2 separate regions of the Pan troglodytes genome follow, and region 2 is linked to region 1. Evidence: chromatin contacts called from public HiChIP or PLAC-seq data. All regions are on one chromosome and are shown on one strand. Each heading gives the region's core, a stretch centred on a gene start, on an enhancer-like site or on the middle of the called end of the contact. The rest is flanking DNA. Distances are from core to core; before and after follow the strand shown.

Region 1 (3,214 bases), core at 479-2,978:
ACTACAACCTTTGCTTCCTGGGTTTAAACAATTCTCCAGCCTCAGCCTTCTGAGTAGCTGGGACCACAGGCGCACACCACCACGGCCGGCTAATTTTTTGTATTTTTAGTAGAGATGGGGTTTCACTGTGTTGCCCAGGCTAGTCTCCAGCTCCTGAGCTCAAAGCGATCCACCTGCTTCAGCCTCCCAAAGTGCTGGGATCACAGGCTTGAGCCACCGTGTCTGGCCAGCTTATTTCTTTTTAGCACTGAATAATATTCCATTGTCTGCATATACCACAGCAAAAGAAATATCTGTTAAAGGACTGTTATCCAAAATACAGAAAGAACTCTTAAAACTCAGAAATAAGGAAACAACCCGATTCAAACATGAGCCAAAGACCTTGACAGACACCTCGTTAAAGAAGATACACAGATGGAAAATAAGCATATGAAAAGATGCTCCACACCATATCCCATCAGGGAAATTGCAAATTAAAACAACTGTGAGATGCCACTACACATCTATTAGAATGACCAAAATCCAGAACACTGACACATCAAATTCTGGTATGGATGTGGAACAACAGGAGCTCTCATTCATTGCTGGTGGGAATGCAAAATGATACAGCCACTTTGGATGACAGTTTGGTAGTTTCGCACAAAATTAAACATACTCTTACCATGTGATCCAACAATCGCCCTCCTTAGTGTTTACCCAAAGGAGCTGAAAACCAGTGTCTACACAGAAGTTTGCACACAGATGTTTATAGCGTCTTTATTCATAATTGCCAAAACTCAGTAGGTAAATGAATAAATAATGGGTCTGTTTTTTAAAGAGTTTTTTATATTTTTACTATTGAACATCTTTTCACATGTTAATTTGTCACTTATCTTGTGTGTAGTAATGTTCATATCCTTTACTAATTTTTCTACTAAAGTCTCCTTTTACTCTTAAACAGAAGTGCCCTTAAAAATCAAATAGGGAACTTGCATATCAGCATTTTAAATGCACGTGTCCTTTGGCTGATCAGTTCTAATATGTGGCATTTATCCTAGAAATATATTCTTAAAAGAATGTAAAGGTATTGAATGGTGTTCCCTCTAGCATTGCTTTTAAAGAAAAAATATAACCTAAGTATGCATCAATAGGATAGTTAAGTAAATTATGGAACACCCATACAGTATTACTTGGCTGTTAAAGAATAAGCTGCTCTGTGAAGATCTCCAAGTTGTCTTAACCGAAAAGAGCTAAGGTGCAAAATTACATTATGATACCATAAGTGTTTTAAAATGTATAAATACTTATTCACTAAACAAAATGTTCATTAAGTGCTACTGTGTGGCAGGTAGTGTCCTAGATAAATATGAACAAAATACAATGGTTAACTCTAAAGAGGGGACACTTTTCGTTTTATGGTCCTTTTGCAACTTGACTTTTTTATTGTGCATATATTATGTATACTTAAAGAAAATAATTTGTACAGCTTACTATAATGGTCTTTTTATTGATCTGTCTCTCCTACCAGCCAGTGATGACCCCGAAGACAGACATTTACCACTGTGTTGGTTTTCAATCGAAATGATGTACATAAATTTGGGGCGTGCTTGCACCGTCCGAATGGGCCTGGGGTCCGGCGGCGGAGAGTGACCTGGGCGGGGCGGGAGGTGGCAGCGGGGGTCCTCCCGGCTCACCAGAGAGACGAGCGGCCGTGCTCCTAGAGAGGCAGGGAACCCGCCAGAATCCGCCACTCCGCTGCGGGCGCGGCGCAGGGAGAAGCTTTTGTACCCGCCCAGCTGCTGGAGGCGCCGGCAGAGCCCGCCAGACCCGCCAGCCCAGCGGCCCGGGCTCTGGGGAAACCGGCGCTCCCGACAGGGGAGCACCGGGCCTCTAAGCTCCCTCGGGAGCCTTTCACGAGGTCAGCTACGTCTTTGTTGTGCGCGTTCCTGAACTTCTGGTCCATTAACCAACAATTAGACACGCCGGTATTCAGTGCCTGGCGCGGTGCTAGATGCTGGGTGTAGTCTCAGAAAAATACATTCAGGGGCGCGCCTGAGGGTGCTGGCTGCTGGCATCTCAGGTGCTTTACGTGCATTCGTGAAGAAGCCCATCAGTATTTGTTGAATACCAGGTACGTGCCGGGCATGTAGAGTCTATGCAGAGATAAACTCCTGTCCTCAAGAACCCGGGTGGGGATGGGGTTGGTGATCTGTAATACGAGATGGAGATGAGGGTTGGGTGCAGTTTTCTATGGGAATACCCCATCTCAACCTGTGTGGCTTACTTTTCCTGTCTATATGTTAGGGTTAGGGGTTGCCAGGGAAGGTTTTACAATAGAACATTTACGCTGGGCCTTGGGAATTTACCCTTAGAAGGGCGGTCCTGACTGTATAGAGTGGGTGGAAAAAAATTGAGTACTTAGCATGGCAGTGACATAAGAAATTTGGGAAGACCATGGCTTTCTTGAAAGCAGGAACCAAGTCTTTTATTCCAGAGTTAACTTTATGCCTGGAAAATAATGAGATGCTCCACAAATGTTGATTGAGTGACAAACAAATCAGCAAAACCCAGTAAAGATTAGATCCTGGGGAGTTTGAATTTACTTCAACGAGTTTAATGAAAACTTTGTGTGTGTTTATGTGTGTGTGAGGTATGTTGAATATGGTCACAATTGTGCTTTAGGGAATATTAATCCAGTGACCATAGAAGCGGGGAGTTGGGCAGGAATACCGTAACAGAACATTATTGTAACAGTGAATGAAAATAATAGTAAAATTATAAGAAGGAAAGAATGGCTGCAAGAGGCGTTTTTAAGAATTGACTCACTGATTGTGTATAGAGGCTGTTTAAAAGACTGAATGCGTGGAAGATGATGGTGATGCCAGTAGAAATGGAGAAATACCGAGTGAATGCAGCTTTGAGGGACTCTGATTTCAGTTTGAGATCTGTTGAAATTATAGTGCAGTAGAGGCCCACAGCTGCTGGCATTTCAAGATGTGGGTTTGGAGTGCAAAAAGCAAGCTGGTGCCAAAGATTTGAGTCTTCTTGGAACAGAGATTTATTGAAAGTGTGACTAAGGAGATCACAAAGGAAAAAATGAAAAGAGGGAATAAAAGAACTTGATGCATGTCTACTGTTTTTCAGTTATGTATTGTTGCATCAAAAATAAAACTCTAAACTTAGTGGCTGAAAACAAGCTCAGCTTATTGTTCCTCAGGATTATGCGGGTTGACTA
Region 2 (3,214 bases), core at 372-2,871, 75 kb after region 1:
CCAGTGATTCTAATATGTAACAAAGTTTGAAAGCCTTTAATGTAATTTGCTCCTATATTTCACCTGTACACTGGTATTTGGATCTAAAGACTAGATTAGATTTAGGCTCACTTATTTTGGTATTATTAGCTCATGTAGCAGTACCCCAGATCTCTTGTGGCAGCTTATTAGGAGGAAGTATTTTCTGGTACTTTTCATTTGTGACAATCAATGGCTTCTCTCAGTTTCCTAATTTCCTTCTATTCCCTACCATCCTTTGAACTGTAGAGAGTTGGACTGAGGAATAGAGGTTCAGGAAGATACGGACTTGGAATTGTTTTTCCCTTTGTAACCTCTACCAGCCTTACATTTCTTTTCTTTTCTTTTCTTTTTTTTTTTTTTTTTTTTTGAGGCAGAGTCTTGCTCTGTTGCCAGGCTGGAGTGCAGGTGCAGTGGTGCGATCTTGGCTCATTGCAACCTCCGCCTTCCGGGTTCAAGCGATTCTCCTGCCTCAGCCTCCCAAGTAGCTGAGACTATAGGCGCATGCCATCACGCCCAGCTAATTTTTGTATTTTTAGTAGAGACGGGGTTTCACCATGTTGGCCAGGATGGTCTCGATCTCTTGACCTCATGATGTGCCCACCTCAGCCTCCCAAAGTGTTGGGATTACAGGCGTGAGCCACTGCGCCCAGCCCAGCCTTACATTTTCTAGCCTCTCCATTCCACTGAGTAAAGAGGGACTTACTGACATCCGAGTCCAGTCAAATAATTTTGCAGTCACTCACTTCTAGTTTAAAATCTAGTCCCAGCTGGTTCACAGGAATCTCAGGTTTCCCTTCCCTCTTAGATCAGGCCCAGGTCTCATGGCTTCTGGGATAGGCTGTCTTTCAGAATATCTTACTTTTCCCTCCTAAAATACAGAAATCATCCATTACAAAGTGATGACTCTGACGAAACCTGATGGCTGGTGCTGTTGTTTCTAGATAATACCATACTGAGGAAGGAGTAGATTAGGAAGCAAGAAAATCACTTTGATTTGGGGCATATTGAATTGGATTTGTTTGCAAGATTTCCATATAGGACTGTCTGGAAGGCAGCTCAGGATAGGGATCAGGAGTCTACAGCCTAGAAATAGAAGTTAAAACCTTGCGAGTGATTAAAGATAGTTCTGGGGAAGACTGTGGATAGAGAAAAGAAAAGGTCAAGAACAGAACCACCAGGCCTACTCTTATTTAAAAAAAGAAAGACCAGTGAATTATACTATTAGCCAACATGTATATGGTACTTACCACTGTCATGCCAAGTGTCAGGTTCCAGTCCATACTGAGGTCCGAGGGGAGTTGTTGGATGGGTGGCAGGTAGTTGAAAGAACACTCGGGGCTGTAGGCAGGTAAAATATGATTTTATTCAGCAGCAGCTGCTGCAGCTCTCACACTGTCTGCCTCTGTCTCGGCTGCCTCCTCCGACCGCAGCCCTTCTCAGCAAACGGCTCTGTGGCTCCTGCTGCTCCCACACTTACAGCTGTACTCCTTGGCACACTTGTTAATTCCTGGCTCACCTCTGTCTGTCTGCAAGATGGCCAGTTCTCTCTTACAGGATCAGCAGTTTTTCTCTCTCTCTCTGGGCACAAGTCCTATGTACAGCGTCAGCAGGGCAGTTATACCATTTACAGACAATAGTGGCTGTAAGCCAAGTATGAGCTTACACAAACAGGTTATATAACAAGTGGAGTGGTGCGCCTGCGTTCCAAACTCGCTGAGTCACGCTGGCCTGCATATCTGCCTCGGCCTATTCTTGACCAAAGCACATCCATTTACCTTACACTCCACCCCCTTGGCCGAGGGAGACATAGGTTTTTGGGTACACAGGCCCAATATATAGGTTTGGCACACAGGCCTGACATATAAACTTTGGGCACCCAGGGCTGATACACACAGGCTTGACACATAAGTCTGACATATAGGCTCTGGGCACACAGGCCCAATGTATACATAGAGGCTTGACACATAAGCCTGGCACATAAGCTCTGGGCACTTGGGCCACAGTAATACAGGGAGCAATAATTTCAGGTTATAGTGAGCAATCACTACATGGTGATGTTACCCCAGTGTTGCTTTATATATTAATCCAGGGTTTTTGCTTCCCTACCTTTAGGGTGTTGGGGCGGGCAACAACAGGTTACTGTTTGTCCCCATACCTGGTTGGAGGAAGTCATCCTTTCTCCCATAGATCTGGCCACATGGCCTGGCCCTACATGGGTCAGTGACTAGCCACTTCTATAACTTCTAGGTAGTTAGCCACAAGGTTAAGCCTTGATAAACTGCCCAGCTATCAGTGCAGATTACCATAGGTGTCACCTTCTTGGTGATCACCATTTACATTGCCCTGAGTTCAGTTTATTAGCTACTTTGTCCATACCTGGTATCAAACCATAGGGTGTTGGTACTAGGCTGGGCTGCAACAGCAGTCCAGGTAGCAGTAGCACCCTGGCTAGACCTATCTGTGTACCATGCCCCATTGGGAATGCGGGAATGCCCTTCCTTAAAAGGTGAAGGCTCAGGATCTAGGGGTGCCTCAGGTCCCATAACCTTCTCTTGCATTAGGACTGTAGGTCCTAAGACTTCCTGTAATTGTGCTTCTAAGGGACTTGAGTTAGCATACTTTGCTGTTCCAAGTAGGCTTAAGCACCCCACTTTACAAAAGTGGATGTCTGTGCCATCCCAGTGTGTGGGTTGTTACCCATGAGCATACCCACCCTGCTATTGGGTAAGTCATGCGCGCGACGACTGTAGCCCATCCTGCCAGGCTGTCGCGAGTCTAAAGGGCAGCATATGCAGTTAGTAACTGCTTCTCTGTCGAGGAATACTGGAGCTCAGCTCCCTTCCAAAGTTGGGACCAAAAGTCTACTGGCATTCTAAAGAGCTCTGTGTGATGCCATAAGCCCCAGTCAAAACTATCTGGTCACATGCACATCAAGTTTAAATGGGTGCCCCTGATCAGCTACCCATAGGGCTTGTGCCTGCTGAATAGCCTGTTTGGCTGCCAGGAAGGTGGTTTCAGCCGCATCATCCCAATTCCAGGCAAGAGGCTGCGTTGCTGCTTCTAAATCTGCAAGAGAATCAGAGGTTAATATAACATCATTAATAAGATCATGACATATGTTGGGGCTATGCATATATCCCTGCAGCAACACTGTGAAAGTCCATTGTCACCCTCCCATGAAGACAAAGTGTTC

The links. HiChIP or PLAC-seq counts read pairs in DNA pulled down with a chosen protein or histone mark.
Region 2: a contact with region 1 is called in an H3K4me3 HiChIP or PLAC-seq map of stem cell-derived excitatory neurons, with 3 times the contacts expected there. The contact joins the promoter of ZSCAN31 here to the promoter of PGBD1 in region 1. A contact is called at or near these places in 1 of 7 Hi-C or Micro-C datasets (stem cell-derived neural progenitor cells) and 1 of 1 datasets of contacts at active chromatin or transcription factors (stem cell-derived excitatory neurons).

What each region holds. Positions count from the first base shown.
Region 1 is chr5:34,225,340-34,228,553 of NHGRI_mPanTro3-v2.0_pri, forward strand. It overlaps PGBD1 (piggyBac transposable element derived 1), which reads left to right and starts at 1,729. Exons shown (of 7, transcript NM_001243897.1): 1 at 1,729-2,110.
Region 2 is chr5:34,300,711-34,303,924 of NHGRI_mPanTro3-v2.0_pri, forward strand. It overlaps ZSCAN31 (zinc finger and SCAN domain containing 31), which reads right to left and starts at 1,622. Exons shown (of 4, transcript XM_016955100.4): 1 at 1,538-1,622; 2 at 1,269-1,359. The coding sequence starts at 1,301. All of the region lies in intron 1 of ZKSCAN3 (zinc finger with KRAB and SCAN domains 3), which reads left to right.